Linked DNA regions of Mus musculus: regions 2 and 3 are each linked to region 1. Evidence: chromatin contacts called from public ChIA-PET and promoter capture Hi-C data. All regions are on one chromosome and are shown on one strand. Each heading gives the region's core, a stretch centred on a gene start, on an enhancer-like site or on the middle of the called end of the contact. The rest is flanking DNA. Distances are from core to core; before and after follow the strand shown. Region 1 holds the start of Rnf43 (ring finger protein 43). Region 2 holds the start of Vezf1 (vascular endothelial zinc finger 1). Region 3 has its middle 21 kb from the start of Dynll2.

Evidence for each region. Promoter capture Hi-C pulls out the DNA fragments that hold promoters and counts their contacts. ChIA-PET counts read pairs in DNA pulled down with a chosen protein or histone mark.
Region 2: a promoter capture Hi-C map of hippocampal neurons shows a contact between it and region 1, with 4 times the contacts expected there. The contact joins the promoter of Vezf1 here to the promoter of Rnf43 in region 1. A contact is called at or near these places in 2 of 39 promoter capture datasets (hippocampal neurons and liver).
Region 3: a contact with region 1 is called in an RNA polymerase II ChIA-PET map of memory CD8 T cells, with 113 read pairs. The contact joins the enhancer-like site here to the promoter of Rnf43 in region 1. A contact is called at or near these places in 12 of 39 promoter capture datasets (the 3T3-L1 cell line, 3T3-L1-derived adipocytes, the HPC-7 cell line and 6 more), 1 of 15 datasets of contacts at CTCF or cohesin (embryonic stem cells), 27 of 484 Hi-C or Micro-C datasets (CD8 T cells, the MC3T3-E1 cell line, MC3T3-E1-derived osteoblasts and 17 more) and 4 of 115 datasets of contacts at active chromatin or transcription factors (astrocytes, embryonic limb bud, embryonic stem cells and 1 more).

The regions. Positions count from the first base shown.
Region 1 is chr11:87,660,855-87,664,874 of GRCm38.p6, reverse strand. Rnf43 (ring finger protein 43) reads right to left here and starts at 1,788. Exons shown (of 10, transcript NM_172448.4): 1 at 1,653-1,788; 2 at 8-739. The coding sequence starts at 259.
Region 2 is chr11:88,065,997-88,070,016 of GRCm38.p6, reverse strand. It overlaps Vezf1 (vascular endothelial zinc finger 1), which reads right to left and starts at 1,738. Exons shown (of 6, transcript NM_016686.4): 1 at 1,584-1,738. The coding sequence starts at 1,616.
Region 3 is chr11:87,964,269-87,968,288 of GRCm38.p6, reverse strand. No RefSeq gene overlaps it. Among named protein-coding and RNA genes, the nearest start is that of Dynll2, 21 kb to the left of the region's middle. RefSeq lists an enhancer at 1,684-2,728. Within about 2 kb of position 1,993, at least 82 of the 459 cell types and tissues checked have an H3K27ac peak or open chromatin away from gene starts, as enhancers often do. A contact at or near this core is called in CD8 T cells, the N1E-115 cell line, memory CD8 T cells and 1 more, where this site is marked.

The sequences.
Region 1 (4,020 bases), core at 539-3,038:
TACTTGCCTGCATTAGCTTCCCTTCTGCTGGAGTCACTTCTGCAACACCAGCAAACACGCCTTCCAAAGTGAGGTTCAGTTTTCCTGTGGGGTCCATTTTCAAGGGGATCACTCTGATAACAGCTTTCTGTTCTGCTGATCTTTCGGACTCCACTGCCGCCGCCAGCACCCGTCCTGTGTGTCCGAAGCCTGCGTGCAGGGTTGCCATCAGCAGCCAGGGCCAGAGGACAGCCAGCTGCAGCTGGTGGCCACCACTCATGCTACCAGCTGCATCAATGCTCTTCGGCCATGCATACCGCTTCTACTACCAGCTCATCCCAAAGGCAGGTCCTCAATGCAGAAAACGAATGGGGAGAAGTGCTAGCCCTCCGTTTCAGAGAGCCAAGTCAGATTCTGGTCCTTCCTTTTTCTAACGTAGATTCCCAAGCACAGGGGGTATTCCTGATTGGGAGCAGAAGATGGCCTTTTCAGCCCACCTCTGGGGCAGGTATGTCCTTTTCTCCCATCGTCACTGCGAATACAGAAATGCCACCTCTTCTCTTTGGAATTTCCAAATGTGCTTTAGATACAAACATGGATTGGTATTATGTCAGATCACTTGCTGCTGGTCTTCCATATGTATCAGATTCCTGAGGCACTAAACCCGAGGCCGATGAAGAAAACAAGGTCAGTAAACGGCTAAAGCAGCGCATCGGAGGTGAGGGAGGAACTTCAGCTCAGAACACGAAGACATGCTGCCCTTTTTAAGCCAGAAAAAAATGTCAACCATAAATGGCTAAAGTCCATGAGGAGGTTTTCTTTTGAATAGGGGAAGAGTGGGAACTAATCAGGCCCCACCTGGAGGGATGTCTAATGATGCTGAAGCATATACTCTTAATTAAAATGTCCATGCTAAATTGTGTTTCAGCATAGTCCAGAGTTCTAGGCCTACTGAATTTATATACTTTTAAAGAACTACAATATATTATTTTGTGTGTGTGTGTTCCACCAAAAGTGCCTGTAAAATTAGGCACAAATTCATATATCTTTGACATACGACACAATTAATCTGAGTATCAAAATCTCTTCCAACTTCCCTTTTGAGATACTTGAAAAGTTTAGCTTTGCAATTATTTTCCCAGCTAAAATTCATATTTCTGTTTCCACTTTCCTTTCTCGTTTAGGGATCCCAGAGTTTATTCTCCAGTCTGAGAATGCCAAGCGCTTTGACTTTCCTCAGAATGCTGTGGAAACACATCCAGACTTTACAATCTGTAATCTTCTAGATTCAGGAGAAAAACAAAGGACTATTCCTAAGTTTTCAAATTCCTTGAGGGGGCGGAGAATAAAAGATAGGGGGGTAGAGAGGCTCTAAGTTGAGCGCCCTGAAAAAAATCAGGCTGAGGAGACCTGGGTTATTTCTATGTTCCTAGGAAACTTTGGACTCTTTATAAACATCAGATTTTTAAAATGCGCACCCTTAAGTAACTATAAATACACTTCACCCACAAAGTATGCTGCCTTTTGAAGTCATTTAAAAATCCTATAAAGTCTTCAGAGTAAGTGCTGAAAAGCCAAGCGTCTGAACGCAAACCTGTTCTATAGATTCTTTACTTTCGCTGAGACAGAGGGAGGGAGAAAACACGAAAGAATTTCAAAAGAAATCTGCAAACCTGTTGCGCTGTCGGGCCCACTGGAGTCCACGGCACGGGGATGAAACAAATTCAATTGTGCATTTATAAATCCTGCTTTAAAAAAAGACCTGAGCTGCTTAACCCAGTACGGCTCCGGCTTCCACCTTCTCACTCTGCAATCAGACCAAGTGCTCGCACTACAGGTAGGTGCTGAGAAATTCCGAAGCCCGAAAAAGTAATCCACGCAGATCAGGCAAAAACTTATTCCAAGACGAGAGCTACTGTCCTCCTCAAGAACTCTGGAAATGCTTAAAGATGAGCCAAAATCATCTCTAAAATCTAACAAAAGTCTTCTCCCTCCGCCTCTGTACGGAATATCTTGGAAGAGATGAGAAACGAAGCAGCAAATAGAACAGTCACTACCCAAATCACAGAATATCCCAGAGGGAGAAGACGGTATCCCTGAATCATGGACGGACTTGGAAGTTCAGGAGGAGGCAGGGTTGAAGTGCTTCCTTTCAAGAAAGACAATTCTGGATCAGCTCCCTACAGCAGGAAACCTGTGGTTTGTAATTGGTGTACCAGCTCTGACTTCTTCCCCTGGGACTGCAATCACGCTCTCTACCTGCTGACAAAGTGAGGGTGGAGCCGCTACACGCAAGCCGGCCCCTCCTCCTCTTGGTGCACGCACTCACTAATTTAACCAAAAGTCTTCTCTCGGTCTCTTTCTGTCTCTTGCTCTTTTACTCCCCCTAGTGAGCGACAGCCCAACTGCATGCAGTTCAATCAGTCCTTACCTTTCCCCACAGGAGATAAATCAGGGCCACCCAAATGTGTCTATTCTGTAAGCACTAGCACACTGACGGCGGTATGAGGAACGGAACAGAAAACAAAGACATCCAAAAGACAAAAGAACGGCGCAAAGTCTTGCAGTTACAAATTCAAATAGATCTCTATTCTTCCCATGTTTTAGTGTCTACAAATGGCACAAAGCCAGAATTGAGAGATCTTATACTGAGTACTTGTTGCTTATGTCTGCCACTGTGAATAAAGACTTCTGCATAGCTTTTCTTCAGTTCTTACTACGTTCAGTAGTTCTGCCTAAACTGCACCTGGATGGATCTCTCGAATCAGGTTGCTGTCAGAAGTCTGGAATCTGTTATTTCTCTCTTACTCTTTGGGTCAAACCTATTCTTCCAGTGTAAGACTCTAAGTTAGTCTGCATATAGAAGCTAAGCATTAAACCTATGCTTGGAGCTGGAGCAGTGGCTCAGTGGTTAAGAGCACTGGCTGCCTGTTCATCCAGAGGGCTGAAGTCTAGTTTTCAACATTTACATGGTGGCTCACAACCATCTACAACTCCATTTCCAGTGAATTCAACACCCTTGTCTGGCCTCCACAGGCACTGCAGACAAAACACCCATACACACAAGATGAATCTTTTCTTAAAAGTTAAATATGTCTAATAAAAACAGTATAGGTAAAGAGATTAAATTTAGCTAATTACTACCTTCATGCAATATAGTTCTTTGTAAATCTTCATATTTGAATACTGTAATATTTAAATTTTCAAATTATATTTGACATTTCTTTTTAAAATTGTATTTGATATGTATGGATGTTTTGTCTGCATGTATGTTTGTATACCATGTGTGTGAGAAGCCAGAAGAGGGTGTAAGGCTCTGTGGAGCTGCAGTTACAGATGTTTTAAGTCACGTGTGAATGCTGAGACTCAAACTCTGGAAGAGCAGTCAGTGACCTTAACCTGTGCCATCCCTCCAGCCCCATGGTCAGCATTCCATGGTTGAACTAGTAGAATTTTTCAAAATTCTATTCATAAACAACAATGTGGACATTCAACTCTGTTGAAATGTATACATTTTAAATGATTATGAAGAAGTTCTGTGTTTTAATTTAATATATAGATGAACCTGTTTGGGCATGTGTAAAAATGTGGATAATTAGCCAAGCATAGTGGCTCACAACTGTAATATTAGTAGTCACAAAACTGAATGAGAAGGACTGTTGTTAATTGGAGGCCTGTAGAGTGAGTTCCAAGTCAGTCAGTTATATCAGGACCCCCTGTCAAAAAAATGCCCTGTGGATAATTGCAATGGTAGGCTTGCTGTAAGGATTAAGTAATATAGTATCTCAGAAAGCATTAAGTTGCCCACTGATATTTTTCTATATAGGTTTTAGATGGTCTCAGAGTTTTATAGTTAATAACTAACCTGGGAGAGAGAAATTCTAATTTTTTTCTTCAAAAAGGGGGTAGGTGTCTTGTTTTTAGCCCAGGCTAGCCAAAAACTTCTGAAACTCCTGCTTAAACTTTCTAGGTGGGATTACAAGCATAGTCTATAGTGTTTAGCTCTGAAGTAAATTTGTTTGAATTTTTAAATGTATAATT
Region 2 (4,020 bases), core at 489-2,988, 410 kb before region 1:
AACCCTCATGCCAGCTAGTTCCGTACTTCTTTGCCAATCCATTCTTAAGTTGACCATCACTTTCTTTTTTTTTTTTTTTTGACCATCACTTTCTTAACAAACTCATCAAAGCACAATAAAATCAATACCAGATTAAGGATGATAAAGTGGGACGTTCAGGAGTTGCAAAATCTTAAGAATTTCCAACTTTAGTAAGCCCATTTATTTCAATAATTACCTAAAATAAAAATGCTCACATTTGAAACATGTCTTAATAGGACAAGCCAGATTACACAATGGGTAATTTTGAATTCTCCAATTCCCCGTATTAACTCCACCGGGATGGGACCAGATGCGGAGAGTATAATCTTTTGAAGATTCTGCATTTCCAAAGGTCTCAAGCGCCCAAGCTACGCGTTTGGAATTTCACGAAGTATTTAGGAAAACTCCAAAGAGGGAGGCGGGAAGGACACATTTTAAAAACGACTAGCTCCCTAACCTTCAGTTCTGAAGTTTCTGCATGTGCTTATCTCTACTGCTCATCAATGCATTTGCAAACAGAAAGGAAGCAGAGGGGGGAAAAAGTTCCAATCAGGGGTCCCGCATTAAAGTGGTAGGAGAAGGGTATGGCTGAAGTATCCGCTAACATTAGCTTTGAAGTTTCTGGCAAAAGGAAAAAAAGAAGAAGCGAAGACCCCCATACTCCCTATGAGTGACTCATCTAGGGGCTTTGTAAGCGGACTTTGCGCTCCCTCTCCGCTTCCCGTCGCCCACTGGGCCGGAGCGAACGTTCGAGCGGGTCGCGGAGCGAGACTAGCGAGACACGCTCCGGGGAAGGTCGGGCCTGCAGGAGTCCCGGCCCCCGCCGCTCCCCGCCCCCGCCCGGCCCCGCCGGCTCGGGGATTCCCCAAGCTCAATGGGACCGCAGAAGCTGGACAGAGGCGAGGGGACCAGTTGCCAGGGCTCGCCCAGGACTTGGGCTAGGAGCGGAGAAAAGTTTGCAGAGGGGAACCACGCTCGCAACACCCCCCGTCGGGTCCACCCGAGGGGGCGGCGAGAAGGGGGAGTGGCGGCGAAGCCAGAGATACCCGCTATTCGCGGGATGTGGGAGGAGGGTCAGAAAGTCAACACACAAGCACACACACACAAAAAGAGAGAGGTGACGCGAAAAGCGCAAGCGAAAGATGGATGGGTACTCGGAGCGGGACCCGGAGACCCCCTCGCTGCGCCGCGCGGCCCCGCTCGGGCGCGCAGTGGCCGAGCGGCCCGCGCTCCACAGCGGCCCGGCGCCCTCCTTTCTCTGGGCCGCGGGGTGGTGACAGCGGCCGGCCTCCTCCCTTCCCCTTCGGGGCGGGAGGGAAGGGTGTGTGTGTGCGTGTGTGCTTGGGGGGGCCCGGGTTCACCCCGAGGCCTGCTTCTCCCCCGCACCCCGCGAGGCCGCCTCCTTTCACCTCGGCGGCCGGGCTCCGCCGGAGCGGGCGGGCGGAAAAACAAAGGGGGATTAAGGCCGGGCCGGAGAGCGGAGCCGGGAGGGGAGGAGCGCCCGCCCGCCCGAGCCCGGCCCGGCCCCCCTGGCCCCCCGACCCCCCCGGGGCCCCCAGATCCTGGAACAGGAACGCGGTCCAGTTGGCCTCCATGGCTGCGGCGGCCGACCCCCCTCCTCCCCACTCCCCCCGCTCGGGGAGCCTCCTCAGGCGGAGGAGGCGACAACAAAGCGGCGGCGGCGGCGGCGGCAGCGGCAGCGGCGGCTCCTCAACATGGCAGCGCCGAGCGCGGCCACTTCCGGTAACCTCCGGGACGCACCACCGCGGCGGCGAGCGCGGGCGGGGGGGGAGCCCCGGCCCGGCCGCCGCCGCCCCCAGCCGCTTCGACCCCCTCCGGGCGTCCCCGCCGCCGGCGCGCCGCCTCGGAGCTCAGCCAGTGCCCGCGGGCGGTGGGGTCAGGGAGCCCGCGCGGGGGCTGGGGTGGGGCCGGGGGCGGGGATGGGGTGCGGCGTCCCCCCCCGCGGGGGTGTGTGATGCTGCGGTCCGTGGCTCAGGCAGCTGGAGCAGGGGGAGCGCAGGAGAGAAGATGGAGGACGCCAGGGTCTGGCGCTGGCCCGCTGGGCACAGCTGGGCTGCCTCTCGTGACTCTGCCTTGGTACCCGGCGGCGTCGCGTCCCTCTCATACCCCCAGCGGCAGTCAGGGCTTCGGTTGGTCACCTGGCTGTTCAATCGGTCAAGCACATCACAGCTTCCACCTACGAACTAGGATGCTAGCTTCTAGTGTCCCCTACCCTCGGGTATTTTTATTCCTGACCAGCTAAGCCCTCACTCAGCGCTCTTGCCATCGCCCTTTGCGTGGTCTTCCAATTTGAGCAGGGAATTCCACTAGGGTACAGCCTTAGAAGCGCCTACTGTGGAGGGAAACACTTCCCACGCGTTCAGATGTCATTACTGGGTTATTCTTGGGTGACGGGACCGCTTTCCCATCTTTCCCTTTCATTCCAGATACAGGAAATACTTAAAAACCCCTCTCCCGCCAGGATTAAAAACAAACAATAAAAACGAATGAGAAAGTATAGAGGCAAAATATTTTAGTCTTTTAGTACATTTTTCAATTCCTGCAGCACACGCACACACAAGTCAGACTTCTGGTTGGACAGCGTCAGATGTCACTGAGGTGACCCCAGCCTGTTTGCAGTTCCCAGTCGTCTGTGTAGGAGTCAGCCACTGCTACTGGTTGGAATCTGTAGATCGTAAGCCCATATGATGTCTTGAATGTTTTCTATCCTTTCCTCACATAGAGGTAGCTACTGTGAATATCAGAGACAAGCTATTATTAAACATATATCTAGTCCAAAGAATCTGTGGTGGGGAAATGAGGGGGCAGGCTCCATCTATGATATTTTTATAAAATGTTAAAAAATAAAACCAACTCCTCAGATGTGCACATTATTTCAGAACTTCAACATATTTCAAACTGACTCTTATCCCCTCCAGACAGTTTTAATAAAAGACATATCTTCAACTTCATATATATGTATGTGTGTGTATGTATGTATGCATATATATATATCATATTCATATATATATGAATGACTGATTCAAAAACCATAGTTGCAAAATTCTATGGGAATAGAAACTGAAGAGGTATGGTAATTTGATGTTTTTCCAACCATTAAACAAATATATTTCCCTCCCACTCTTCCATCAGTCACCAGAATAAAGGGGCCAGGAAATGACAGTCTGGTTCCTTTTAGAGTTGACTTCCCATTAGATACTGCCTGAAGACCTTGGGTATGAAGGACAAGTCCAGCAGTTTGGATGGATCAGTAGCAGGAACCACCAGAGAACTGGTCAGCCTAAGACGGAGGGGGACAGAAAATGAGTTTCTGATATATCCCTGAGCTAAACTGCTACATGTCCCCTGGTCTGTCAGTCTCATTTGATGTTTCTTTCAGGAAGCGTATATATGTTTACATATACATGTAAACTGAGGAGAGAGCTAAGTTGCAAACCCAAGGAACAAGACAAAATATGTTCTTGCTCTGACCTTGGACATAGTATGTGCTTGTATTTTGGTTCAGTGGATACAAGTCTCTGCTTCTTCCCTGCCTTAGAAGATTCCCTTCAAGGTCTCTATGTATATTTGCTCTCTCCTCCAATGTATAGCCGCTTCTCTTTAGCTGCTCTTTGAAACTGTAATCAAAATAAAGCTTCAGAATTATAAAAGCTAGTACTTAATATGATTCTTATGCTAATACTGTGGGATTTCTTATACTTATTTTGGGATCTAGAAACCCCTTCCCCAGCAATTTTTCTCATAGCACCTCCCAGTAGTGTTTTCCCCATAAACAGGAAGTAGAGGTCAAGTGAAAACAGTTATTAGATTTTAGGAGAAATAGCTAATTATATCTCTATCCATAGGTAAAATCAGAATTCCTGATTGTCCCCCCAAAATCTTGCCTTAAAAAGAAAATTAACCATCTTTTTAAAGTTTAAGTTGTACTTTTAATTATGAGTGTGTATGAGTGTGTGTGTGTGTAAAGCAGATTCCCAA
Region 3 (4,020 bases), core at 744-3,243, 300 kb before region 1:
TCCTCCTCCTCCTCCTCCTCCTCCTCCTCCAGCACCGTGTCTGTCCGCATGCTGCCTGTCATGATGATAATGGACTAAACTTCCGAATTGGAACTGGAGTTACAGGTGGTCGTGAATTGCCTTATGTGAATGCTGAGAACTGAACTCTCATCCTCCGCCAGCCTTGACCACTGAGCCATCCCTCCAGCTCCTGAAAAAAAAAATGTTTTGGTCTCTGTGTGCCTTGTGGAAAGTAGCTTAGGCTTTTGGAAGGAAAGTTTTTACAGCAGCTAGCACTTTCTGACGTTTCTACCCGGAGAAGTTCTAGTTTCATATTTCGTAATGACTCCAATGTAAGGTTCTCGAAAACGAGGTCACATCCTCCGTTGTGTTTCGCTTTACCTAGCAAGCACCATTGTCCTGGGTATGCAAACCCTCAAACCCTCAAGCTTCAAAACGTGAATGTACTTGAATACCCGTGGAGAAGCAGCGCCATCTTCTGGTCTGAAGGAATACTGCAGCACAGAGCCGGAGAGGTTTGGTTGACCTGAGCCGCAGGTGGCAAGGCCATGCTGGAACCAGAACTCTTGTGTTAAAAACCACTCCCAGAGCCTGGAAAATTATGCTCTCCTGAACGCTCTGTTTTGGCTTTTAAACCACAGTCTTAAGCGGATGTGCAGCTAGGAAAAGCCATTTTGTCTAGGCTTTTGCAAGGGTGGAAATGTAACTTATTGAATGTGTTATTTGCTGAGCACTGCATCTGTATTTTTACTTTATGTGTGTGCATGTGGAGGTCAGAGGTTAACCTCTGGGGTTATCTTCAAGAAACGTCCACTGTGATTTTTTAAAAAGATGTACTTATTTTATTTATAGGAGTACACTGTAGTTGTCTTCAGATACACCAGAAGAGGTCATTGGATCCCATCACAGATGGTTGTGAGCCACCATGTGGTTTCTGGGAATTGAACTTAGGACCTCTGGAAGAGCAGTCAGTGCTCTTAACCACTGAGCCATCTCTACGGTCCGTCCACTGTGATTTTTGAGACAAGATCTTTCACTGGCCTGGAGCTCTCCTGACGAGGTTTGCCTGGTGCTGGGGTTACAAACCCAAGTCACCATGTCCCATTTTTTATTAACGTGGATCCTGAGGAGTGAACTCAGGTCCCCCCTTACTCACTTATCTGGTAACAGTCTGGTCCTTCCAGGCCTTGCTTTCATTAGGCAGGCTTGGAAGGATACTCACCCTCACTCTTATTTCTGGCTCTAGGCAGGAAATACGTGGCTATGGCTCTCTCGCCTTTCTCGGGCGTCAGATAGTTTTGTTACACACATGTACTGATCAATGTCCTGTTGAATACCAGAGCGGAGGCCCTGCACACCTCTGGGGCTTGCTCTCTACGTGGCACTCAGCTCTCCAGCAGTTGGCCACCTTGGTTGGTCCTCTGGCCTCTGTTTAACTCTCCAGAGCTCAGTAATCCTTGGCTTCCTTAGCTGCCCCTCATCCGCACCTAGGCAGGACGGTGGGACTCTCATTGTTTATTTTCCTGTCTCTCAGTTGTGGTCATCCGTTAGCCTTCCCCGCAGTGCCCAGATTCTTGCCTTGTTATTTTGATTGCTCGACAAGAAGATAAGGCTGTTGGCGACTCTTCATCTTGTGTGGAAGTCTGAACCTATCAACGGGATCTTACCGTATACCTTACACCAGCAGCTGTTCCCTCTGTTTCTGAGGTTGGCCTGAGGCGAGGGAGGTCTGCTGGGGAGGCACCAGTCTGCAGACTGCTGAGTTTGCTGGCTGTTGATTGGAGCGGCCTAGGTAACTGGGCCACGTGTCTCTCATCAGCTGGCGGACCAGCCTGGGCTTGCTTCTAGGAGCACGCACTCCTAAGAAGCCAGCTGTCATCGTTCTTCAAGGCTGTTCTAGAAACATTTTACTCTTTGCTAGTGCAAGCCACCACCTCAAGGGCAGGATGAGAAACAGACCAACGGTGGTGGGAGGAGCCTCTGTGATGGGAGGAGTCTCATAGTCATGCGGGACTGCACAGATGCCGGAAGGGGCGGGGATGTACAGCCAAGTTATCTTTTATAGACATTATCATTATTTTAATCCTTGCAGCAAACCAGGGTATAGATCTTGTCATTGATACTTTACAGACATTAAGAGCTCACAATGGGAGGCAGAGCCAGGTTTTGAACTAGGGTCTTCCTGCCTCTGCCCCGTCTCTAGCCGTTGTATCACATACTTGGTGTGCAGTGTGTGTAGTTCTGACTACAGGTAGATGTATTCAGCACCAGGAATAGACCATTCCCTACCGTGGTCCCCGTTGCAGGATGCTTACCACAGCTTTGAATTCTTCCTAACACTCCCACAGCCTCTCCAAGCAAACACAAGACCCTGTCCCTGGGGGTTCCTTCCCCTTAGGGCCTTTGGGGCTCAGGGACACTCTAAGGGAGGCATTTTGTGTAGAGAACCAGGTGCTGATCATCTGTGTCTCCAGCTAGCCTGTGCCTCAGGTGATAAGTCAGGCAATCCTCCCTCTCTGTGCCTGGATAGTTCCAGAAGCCTCAATGGCTCCCTGGTGTCCCCTCCAACTCCTCATATAGAATTTGTCATGTTTGACTAAACTGCTCTCTTTCCCATGGGCTTCTGCAGGGCCTCTCTCTGTCTCCCTCCCAGTTTCTCTCTCTCTCTGCCTCTGTCTCAGTCTCTGTCTGTCTGTTTCCTTTCTCTCATTTCCTGGCACACAGCTCTGTATCATCTCACTTAACCCACTTCCCCATGTGATTTCTCACCACCCAGACCCATTTCCTCCCTAATTTAATCAAGAGATTAAAGCCACACTGTTTTTCTCTTCTGAGTGTGGCTAATGAGCTGCCTCTGTCTCCAATCCTGATCTATCGTGGCCCCTCCCACCCTCTCTCGAGTGTCCATGCGTTGCCTGATCACTATTTTGTAGTTTTGTTTGACTCAAAACATCTAGAGCAAGCAGGCCCAGCTGGGGTCCAGTGAGGAGCCCAGAGAGACAGTGTAAGTGATCCACAGCCCAGGATTGCAGCTTTCCTGCAGAGGTCAAGGGCAGCCTGGTCTACATAGTGAGTTCCAGGCCAGCAGTGCTACGTACGTACCAAGACAGGGAGATCCTGTCTCAAAAGACTCCAAAGAAAAACAAACAGAAAGACAAAGTAAATGAGAGTTTCAGGAATCTGGGGGCCTGAAATCTTAGATCGAAGGATGACCTTGGACAGCAGAAAGTTCAGGCACTTTGGGAGATGAGTGTCTTTAGACTGTCCCTTCGGTCCCTATCCTCAAAGGCACCTCCTTTTGCCTTGTGTCTAGCTGGTTCAGGGAGATGGGCTCCATCAGTAACTAACTATAAGACGGCTTCCCAGGGAGAGCGGAGACAGAGACAGTGGGAAGCCACCAGCCAGCTCTCCACAAGGCAGAGTCCTGCTCCTCCTTCAGATAAGCTGTGAGGTGCTTTGTCTCTGTCACTGTCTATCCATGCTGTGGTCTCCAGTTAAGGTCTAGAGACTGTGGCATTGTCACTAAAGCTTTGGGAGAGAAGACAGGTCTTTTGTCTATGTGATATTTTTGTCCTAGAGCAGGCCACAGAGACTCCCTTCAGCTGTGGTGGTTTGAATACGTGTTTGAATGCTTGCCCATAGGGGCTAGCACTATTAGAAGGTGTGGCCTTGTTGGAGGAAGTGTGTCACTGTTGGGGCAGGCTTTGAAGTCTTAGATACTCATGCTAGGCTTAGTGTGGCATTCACTTCTGCTGCCTATGGATTAAGATGTAGAACTCTCAGGTACCTCTCTAGCACCATGCCTGCCTGCACGCTGCCATGCTTCCCACCATGGTGACAATGGACTGGACCTCTGAAACTGTAAACCAACTTCAATATAAAGGTTCATTTTATTTATTTATTTATTTATTTATTTATTTATTTATTTATTTTGTGTTTTTTTTTTTTTTTTTTTTTTTTTTTTTTTTGAGACAGGGTTTCTCTGTGTAGCCCTGGCTATCCTGGAACTCACTCTGTAGA